Regions from separate parts of the Rattus norvegicus genome. Here region 1 is linked to region 2. A link is a contact called in public Hi-C data. All regions are on one chromosome and are shown on one strand. Each heading gives the region's core, a stretch centred on a gene start, on an enhancer-like site or on the middle of the called end of the contact. The rest is flanking DNA. Distances are from core to core; before and after follow the strand shown. Region 1 overlaps Jazf1 (JAZF zinc finger 1). Region 2 overlaps Hibadh (3-hydroxyisobutyrate dehydrogenase).

Region 1 (5,093 bases), core at 206-2,705, 270 kb after region 2:
GGGTGACGGGCTGTCCAACTGTATCTATGTTGATACTGTTGACTGACTCAAGCAGAAGCAACTTGAAATAGCTCAACTGCTATACTGCTATTAGGGAAGAGGTACAGAGGAGAATTTGCGCCTTGTTCCTATAGGTGATTGATTGCTAAATGACTATGGAGGCTGTCCTACCCCACCCTCTGTAACTGTGTGCACCTCAGAATCCTCAACTGCTGCTCACACAGTCCGAGCAAGAGGACAACTCACAGGTGTGACTGAAAGCCTGAAAAGAAGTCCCATTGTGCTGGAGGAATGGCAAATGCCCCTGTCCTCCACCCGGGACTCACCAAGCTTGTACTATACATTACACTCAATGTTTTAGAGTGCTGGGACCTCAGCTTGATTTTGAGATTTCAGCCTCACTTGGTAACTGATGCCTCTTGGGGCACAAAATTATGAACGTCGTTAAAACTTCATCAAGTAATAATGTCATTGTGACTGTTAACATAAATAACGGCAGTAAATAAGTACACAGTGATAGATCTGTCTGTGTTCTATCCAGAGAACTGAAGGCTAGCTCTGATGTGGGAAGTCAGGACACTATTCCCATTGCTAACTGCCACTCGACTTCACACAGGTGGGTCCTCTGATGTAAGGTTAGCACATTCCTAGCTGAACAAGAGAAACAGAGCAGCTTCAAACAGGACTCATTCACACAGGGTGAGGTCCAGATGATCAGTATGTTTTTGCCTTCTGTTTTTCTTCCTGACAATAGAAGGGAAAACTGTTCTTGTGAAAATTAATTGAATTTTATTCAGAGGGGAAAAAGAGGTGCATGTGAACAGACAAAAGGCCCCTCTGGCAGGAAGAAGTCCTTGTCAGCCTCAGTGGCACACACAGCTGTTTTGTCTGACAAATGTCTCCTCACCTTTCCACAAACAACAAAGGTATCGCCTGCTAAGATATACTGCCATAATACGATGGCTGGGAAAATATATGGTGTAATACAGAGCAGTCTAAATACCTGTAAGTGGAAAAAGACATAAACAACCATTTTAATTACTTTCCTCATGTAAAACGCAGCTGTAGTAATGTTGGCAGGTCTCACCTGCCCTGTTTTAAATCTGTGACATGAAATCATGCCACTTAATTAAGTCTTAATGCATAAAAATATTTTTATTTACTTTTTATGGAATATCAGCATTTAAAGCTTTCTATTTATGTAAGTGCTTTATAAATTACTTGAAATACTTAAAAAACAAAAAAAACCTGACTACTCCTAATCCACAGTTCTAAGCGCCAGTTTCAATTTCATTAATTAAAAGCCCTTCGGTGGACTCCTGCTGCTGTGTGAACTAGCTCCAGGCTATGAAAGTAATGAGTCCGGACAGAGTCCTCTGATCTACACTAGTGCAAAGCGCAGCGAAAGGCCTTGCCCACAATTCCCAGCCTGTTTACCAGACTGCAAGCAGTGTGACTGCTGGAAGCATTAAGAAGCTTTAGGCTTCCCCCTTCCCCCTTCGACAGTTTCCCAGTTCCTTATTTCTGGAAGGACTGGCTCAGAAAATACGGTATTCTAGCGCCCTCTGCAGGTCACAAGCCTGGCAGCCTCTTGCCAGCGTGGCTTTTCATTCAATAGCAGTGGAGGGGAAGATGATCAAAACTGAGTCAGACCTCACTGGAAGGCTATTTCCTAAGGGCAGCCAGACACTGGTTATCCACCACCCCCCCCCCCCAATCTTAGGAAAAACTCCTTTATTGGCTTGTTCAGGACGCAAATTTCTGTCTTCAACTGATTGTTTTCATTGTCAACATCCTAACTGTTCTTAAGGTCTGGAAGAATACAGGCTCTGAGTGATCACTCAGAAATTATCACTCATACCGCCCGGCTTAGGAGGGCAGGTTAGGGAGAAGAAGAAAGAGAAATCAACTGTGAGGGCGCATTTGAGACTTCCTCAGCTGAGTTCTCATTCTAATGAAGTGACAATTTAGGAAAATATAGGGAATTTCTAAAGTGTTTTAGGGAACTTAGCATGAATCTTTACAGGGCGTTTTATATTGATTTAAAACATTTTAGATGGAATTGATATAAAATATTGCCAAAAGAAAGCTACTTGAAAAGATAAAAATGGCGCTGGGGCTGGAGGGATGTCTTTGGGTTTGAGAGAATTCACTGCTCTCGAGGAGGACCTGAGTTCACAACTGCCTGTAACTCCAGCTCCAGGGGATCTGAAGCCTTCTGGATTCTGAGGCACCAGCACACATCTGCCACAACACTCACCTATATACACGCACATAAATCAGAAGAACCCCCTTTAAAGAGATAAAAATGAGGAAGCATCTAGAGACAAGGAAACGGAAGAAGGCCTAGGTTCTGTTGGAGCAATGGACATTCCCCAGGCCACACTGTGGGGGAGTCTGCTTGCTTCTCAGCAAACAATCAATAACCTTTTTGTTTATTTTCTTATTCCAGCTCTTGCTGTAACTATAGCCCAGGTGGTCTTGAACTAAAGGCCTTCCAGACTGCTGGGATTACAGGTGGGTGCCACCACGGCTAGTCTGAGAACCTCTCTGAAGACATGTCTTTCAAAATATTTTTAAGTCAGCACAAGTATTAAAAGGAACTGAGTTATTTTTCTTAACAGCTAAGAGCATTGATTTTTTTTTCCTTTCAGTACTGGGGACTGAACTTTAGGCCTCAGGCACACTAAGAAAGCACTCTGTCAATGAGCCAAAAGCATTCACTTGCAAGGTGGAGCATTAGCCCAAATATTCCCTTTAGTAAAGTTATACAGTGTAGGGCCATTTATAAATCTCTTGAATCATGAAAAAACCCATACTTTTGCCAACTCACAGAGGTGGGTAGACATCTCACAGGGTTTCTTACCCAGGCAGTCCACAATGAGACCGAAGAAGTCTGTGTTGAACTATCCTTTCATGGTGTTGTGGTCATTTAACAGACTTTCTTGAGAGACTACAGGGATACCAAGGAGGCAGGGGTCTGAGGGCAAGGTTGCAGTTTTACTGGGATCCTGGGGACTGGCAACAATTTCACCCAGAGGATTCTCCGTGTGATAGACAAGATCAGTATGTCTTCAGGAGAATGGATTGGAGATTTTGGTTCTAATAAAATGATGCTTCCAAATGAAATCCCAAAATGAAAATGTCGAGCCTCCAGATTTGTTAAATTCAGGAGCAAGGGCTCTCAGCAGGACCTGTCAACAGCCCTGGTTAGAAGGGGACAGCTGCTGGCTGTGGTGTGCTCAGCATACCCATGCCAGTCATCCCAAGTCAGCCCCATGCTGTCTGTTCAGGCTGGAATCTGGCTGCCAGACTAGGCCCTAGCTCAGCTTATCTCCCACTGGGAGGCTGAGGCTGCCAGGAAGGAATGGCGGCTTCCCAGCACATGTGGGCTGCTGAGGAATGGCAACACAGCTCAGGCTTGGCGCCACTGCCGCCACATTTATGATCCTCCCCCACTGCTGCCTGCTGCCCCTCAATGCTTGCTGGCAGCCTGGGCAGGGGACAGGTGATGAGGATTAAGCCTAGTATATGTGCATATCCTCAGCTCGGGGAAGGAAGTTAATGCCACAGTCACAGGATTCAGTGGCTAGGGTTCGACAGTGAAAACCCTGCACCAGTTTTCAGCACTGAGATCAAGGAAGGTATAAAAGGTAACGTGTCTGGCAGGGATGGGCAAGTCCCTGGTCAATGGAAGAAGCAGAAAGAAATGGATCATTTTGGGGAGAAGTGTCATCCAAAATTCACTTACAAGTCACCAATGGTCACAGTAAACTATTTTTGCCTCCTTTTTGCTGGGTGGGGTGGACAGTAGTGGGGCTGACCACCACTCTCACCTCTTCAGAAAGGCTCTGTTGTGGCAGGATAGGCCTTGGGCCGCACTCTGCCCACATGTCTGCAGCCAACTTCAGACCTTGTGTGTCAGGCAAGTATTTCAGAAATGCCATAGACACTTTCTCTTTATATCAAGAACATAGCTAGAGACAGTTTTAGACTCGCACAGAAGTTTAGGAGAACAGGATTTGCTCCCAGGCACACATGTTCATTTGCCCAGACTACCTTCCTTCAGGAGGGCAGGAAAGGGGTGCTTTCAAATGAGTATTTAGACAGCCATGTCATGCTGTCACTGAAGCAGGCAAGAAGGCAGTTAATGCTCTTTCACTTCACTGTCATCCCAAGGTATCTTAAAAACACGGCACCATTCAAAGCTTCTCATTTCCATGAATTCAATAATGTAGTGGCTACACTTCTGGGCCAACCTCTGCAAACTGCTGCATTGGTGCCCACTTCCCACAGCAGCGATGAGCTCCCCTCTAAGCATAACCTCAGAATTGCCTAGGTCAGAAACAACATCATCCCTTGGGACGGCGGCTAACTACAAAGCAAGTACGCTACTTAACGACAAATGCCAGAGCACACACTAAAAACCTCTTTACTGCTGCCATCCGAGGTGGCCAGATACACTTCTCTAACATGTTGCCAATTTATTCTCTAAAAACATCGTTGACATTTTCTTTAAAAGAACTTGGGCAAATGGTTGAGCTTTTCTGTGATTAAATTTGGAGAGTAAGGTGTGCAATTCAACCCCAGAGCCCCTTGGACCAGAAACTACAGGGCTAAACATACCTAGACCAAGTAAGTTGAAGCTAAATGTGGACTTCAACACCCATCAGAACAGAAACTCCCACCAGAGCACATCTCAGGTGTCCTGTCACTGCCACCTCATTCCCTTGAGACAGTGTCTCTCCCTGAACTCAGCGACAGGCTGGCAGCCAGCAAGCCAGGGGACCCTCCTCGCCTCAGTCTCCTTTTTTCTCTTGCCAGTGCTGGGAACTTCATTTTGGAATGCTTGGGATGCTGTAAGAGGCAACATATACTGAGCTATACTCCGCTTCTTGTGAGTGCGGTGAATGTGAACTCGGGTGGCTACGCTCCTGCAGCAAGTGCTCACACAGTGAACCGCCTGCTCTGTCGGAACAGATGCGTTAGACAATGAGAGGACTACTGACGTATACCTGTAGACATCTCAGGCTGTACAGATTAGCGGCTTTCAGTTGTATGTAGGTATCTGGCATATGTGCCTGTTATTTGTG
Region 2 (4,689 bases), core at 1,793-4,292:
CATAGTCCCAGATTGAGGGTAATTTTCTGCAGAGAGGATGTTCACTTGTTTATGGTGATATAGTTCATACTAACTCTACTAAGAAGCCCATTAACTTATTAGTTGTTTTTTTTCAGTTGAGTGAATAGTTTAAATTTAAACTCTATTGATTCAGAGTTATTAAAAAGCTTCTCACACTTTGTCTAGGTAGACAGAGTTCCTAGTTAGCCTCTTTGACCAGCAGGCAAATGATCTCCAGATGACCCTTTCTCTTTGAGGGTTGGCCTGTTTGGGGGTGGTTTGGCTGCTGCTGCTGCTGCTGCTGCTGCTCCCTCCTCCTCCCCCTCCTCCTCTCCCTGCTCTTCCTCCTCCCCCTCTTCCTTCTCCTCTTCTCCCTCCTCCTCCCCCTCCTCTTCCTCCTCTTCTTCTTCCCCCTCTTCCTCCTCTTCTCCCTCTTCTTCCTCCTCTTCCTACTCCCCCTCTTCCTTCTCTTTCTCTTCCTCCTCTTCCTCCTCTCCTTCCTCCTCTTCCTCCTCTCCCTCCTCCTCTTTCCCTTCCTCCTCCTCCTCTTTCTCCCCCTCCTCTTCCTCCTCTCCCTCTTCCTCCTCTCCTTCCTCCTCCTCTTCCTCCTCCTCCTCTTCTTTTTAATATAAGGAGCAAGTGGTTAGCTGTCTCAGTTTATGTAAACACATGGCTCAGGTTCCCATTACCCTGTGATCTTTGTCCAGCAGTACTATTTCCCAAAGTCCTTGGCTCTCTGAAGCAGCAACTGGTTGCAGGGCAGTTAAACTTCCTGTGTTTATTCATCAATTTGATTTCACATTACTATTCAATTACTTGATCTCTGAATATTTCCCTTATCTTCTGAGGAATGTGAAGTGCACCTAAAGGCATGTTTAGAAAGTACAGTGAGGCAAGAAGACTAGGAGGTCAGTCTACCCCAGTTACATGAGTTCCTGTTTCAAAAATCCTCCAAAGAATCTGAGGGCTGAGGATACAGATGAGTAGTAGAACCCACAAGGCATGGGCGAGGCTCTGGGTTTGCCTGCACGGCCCCTTACCCATCAAAATGTAAGGTGCTTTACTCTGTGCATGAGTACACTTTATGGCAACAGGGTATGCCAATGTATCTAGGTAAGCTTATTTACATTCCTGTGTACAATCACCCACTCATGTCCCTGTAAGCAATTCAAAGTAAATTCCTTAGGTTACCAACACACATTGGAGTGTGTATATACATGTAAATGTACATACATGAACACATACAGAAGCAAAATGGTCAACTAGTTGGGAAAATGAAGTCAATAGAATGGTAGAGGGAACCAGACAGGGTAATGGGGGTGAATATGATCAAACACATTATATACATGCACAAAAATATCATAATTGGATAAGCAAGATAGCTCACCTGAGCAGGCATGAAGCCCTGAGTTGGACCTACGTGGCAGATGGAAATGGCTCCTACAAGTGGTTTCTCTGACCTCCACACACATGCTGTGGTACACACACACTCATGTACATACATACACAAGATAAATACACATAGTAAGATTATTTTAAGTCATTGAAATTATTAGGTACAACTAATATATGCTAATAAAGTCTCTAAAAATGTATCTGGGGTCAGTGAGAGTGGCCCCAGTTAAATGTACTTGCTGTGCTTACCTGACAGCTTGAGCCTAAAACCCACATGGAGGCAGGAGAGCAGGGCCGTCCTCTACCTCCATGCACATGTCATGACACGCGATTCATCCACTATAAATGTCATATGCACACACAATGACAGGCAACATTAAATGGTTTTTGTCTGTTTTGTTTTGAGACAGGGTCTCACTGTGGAGCCCTGGCTGGCCTGGAACTCTTTGTAAACCAGCCTGGCCTCCAACTTGGGAATCCAGTTGTCTCTGGCTCCCAAAGGTACACGTGTACTACCTTGCCCAGTTTTTATCTTAAGTCATCAAAACTATTAGGTACAACTAGTATATGCTAATAACGGTTCTAAAGACGTCATCTTTATTTGCTGTGTGTGATTTTTGCCTCATCTGCCGCACTGCTAGAAGAAGTACTGAGCTTTGGGAAGGACAAGATGGGTTCTTGGTGTCAAAAGAAAGACTGACTTCCCTGGCTTTTATAGGATAGTTTTTCTTTTTTGATACTAAAACAAGCTTCATCTTTACCATTAGGAACAACATCAACCTAAAAGTTCACAAATGAACACTTTTTATGGCTGTTACTTCAAAGGAAATCAAGATATTTCACCCAACTAGACATATCAGTCAATTTAATGATGACTTTCTATGGATCAAAAAAAAAAAATTAGATGCTTTGAGATGCAAGATCTCTTCAAGTTCATGGTCTGTTTGTGTCTAGTTTTAAAATCTCTTGTAAAATTGTTTACTTTCTACAAACCAAATATTTACCAGATATTTACAGTGTGTGTGTATACACACAACACACTTTTGGGTTTTTAGATTACACAAAATTAATTAAGTCCCAATTTTGGTTCAAGTTGAGTCTGTAATCCAGACAAGAGTTAGCACACTAAAACACAAGTCTGAAGGCAAAGAAAATGAATTGTCATAAAAAAGTTAAGATGTTCAAAATTCAAGAAGGTGAACTGTCATGCTGGGTTATACAATTAAAACCTTGATTAAAAATACCAGATTAATGTGAGCATTAAAAGTGACATTGTATTGCAGTGTGCTGGCAGGGTCTGACATGGGCAGCGGAGGACACTCAAGGTGAAGTAGACTGGTTACCTCTTCTAGCATACAGGCCTGGGCTCAATCTCCAGCAATGCACTAAAAAACTAGGTCTGGTGGTGGCTCATGAAGCACATGGGAGGTGGAAACAGAATCACAAGTTCAAGGTCATTCTCTGCTACAAAATGGCTTAAGAGGTCAGCTACGTGAGATCTTGTCTCAAGAAACAGAATAGCATGGAAGAGGGGCTAGAAAATCTGCCTTTTCCTGAATAGATTCCTGGCTGGGCAGGCTCAACGGAGCCTTTTCTCTGGCAACAAGCGCAGCTCCACTGACGAGCACACCCGTCCTCCTGCTGGTTTGGCTGCACGTAAGTTGCCCACCCTTAGAGTCCTTTAACACACACAGTGCAAGTCATTCTTCCAGGCATTTCATCAAGGCTGATGGCTTGCAGAAACAGTCACCAACTAACAGATGCACAAGTGGAAAGGGAATCCAAAGGAAGGAGAAAAGAAACCAGAACAGAGCTGGAGCAGGGAAAAGAGTGAGGCAGGCAGGAAGACACAGGAGAGAGTGGAACACCTCAACCGCTACGCTTGTCAGTCACACGATTATAACACGTATTTACACTTAAGCTTTGTTTTTCAGAGTGTTTGGCCATGTAAGGTGTGGAAGTATTAACAACGTTAATTATGTTTTACAATTAGTAATGTAGATTAGAAACAAAGCCTTTGATGCCTGCTACTCTAATGATGGAGTACCAACATCTGAGAAATGTAACTGTGTATTAGCATAACCACATATGAAAGTACACAGAACCATTTCCAGTTACCTTGTCACTGAATGATTAAATATGAATTCATAATTAGAAAAACCCACATGTAATTTACTGGCTCCTCTGACTGTTCTGGTTCATTAGCAGTTGATTACTAAACAGTGCCCTCTAGTGGCCCATAACGTTCTAATGCTGTCTGACTTCTCAAAAGAGCAAGATACGAAGAACGTGCTTACCCTAAATAAGGCAATTACCTTTTCCTGTAAGGGGAAATACTCCGCTTTCCTGCTTAAAATACATTCTTTATAAAGTCCTCCCAAAACCTATGGTTTCTGCCCACGTGACGCACATTACTTAGTAAATTATAAATGAGTACCTGTCTGAGACCTTGGGCTGAATGCTTAAGATAGTTATTAAAACATCACAACTGACTGAATTCTTTACTCCAACCAAAAAGTAAAGCAACATTAATAGAACTGTCCCAGTACTATCTATTCACTGTGCACACACACAAACATGCTAAAAGCACACTTTAAAATTCAAAGATACCAGAAATGTCTGATTCACTGCATTCTGAACTGCTATTTACCTCACAAGGCTGATTAAGCATATCTAGAAGACCGAGGTCACAGCTCAGTGTTAGAGCAAATGCACAAAACACTTGACCCTGGGTTTAATCCCAGGATTTAAAAAAAAAATCCATCTAAGAAGTTCTGATACAAGGATCTTGTTTAAGATGTCTGTCTGTCACACGTGTAAGCTTTCCATCTCTCCCCTCTGCCCCATCCCTCTTAGAGTGAACACACACCTTTAAAGGGTTCTTATGCTCAAGTCAATAGTTTAAGTAAAAATACAATTTACATATCTGTGAATATACTGGCTTTTATTCCCGGCAACCCAAGTACATCCATTCATTAGGACGAGGTTTCAAAAGGCTACGGACAAGAAGAGACGATTTGGGCTCGGATACAAAAGGTGTGATATACTCTTCTGTTTGCTCACATCAGTCAAGCTCTTGATTATGGTTCTCTAAAATCATGGCAAGCATCCCTTAATATGTGACTCAGCCTCTAATTATTCTAAGGTGCAAACAAAAGAGACATGCATATCCCCTTACACACCCTGCTGCAGAACACATGGGTGAGCGCCAGTGGTTTTCCCTGATAATTTAATGTAATAACTGAATCACCATTTTAATGCTATTATCAACAGTTCATGACCCACAAGCAAGAA

What was found. A called contact is a pair of places that touch in the nucleus more often than the background predicts.
Region 1: a Hi-C map of hepatocytes shows a contact between it and region 2, with 1.6 times the contacts expected there. The contact joins two enhancer-like sites. A contact is called at or near these places in 7 of 12 Hi-C or Micro-C datasets (the A7r5 cell line, the Rat2 cell line, Schwann cells and 4 more).

The regions. Positions count from the first base shown.
Region 1 is chr4:83,282,881-83,287,973 of GRCr8, forward strand. All of the region lies in intron 2 of Jazf1 (JAZF zinc finger 1), which reads right to left. Among named protein-coding and RNA genes, the nearest start is that of Tax1bp1, 130 kb to the left of the region's middle. Within about 2 kb of position 1,456, at least 10 of the 93 cell types and tissues checked have an H3K27ac peak or open chromatin away from gene starts, as enhancers often do.
Region 2 is chr4:83,010,104-83,014,792 of GRCr8, forward strand. All of the region lies in intron 4 of Hibadh (3-hydroxyisobutyrate dehydrogenase), which reads right to left. LOC120102279 (a long non-coding RNA gene) reads right to left here. Exons shown (of 2, transcript XR_005503585.2): 2 at 1-4,689. Among named protein-coding and RNA genes, the nearest start is that of Hibadh, 65 kb to the right of the region's middle. Within about 2 kb of position 3,043, at least 2 of the 93 cell types and tissues checked have an H3K27ac peak or open chromatin away from gene starts, as enhancers often do.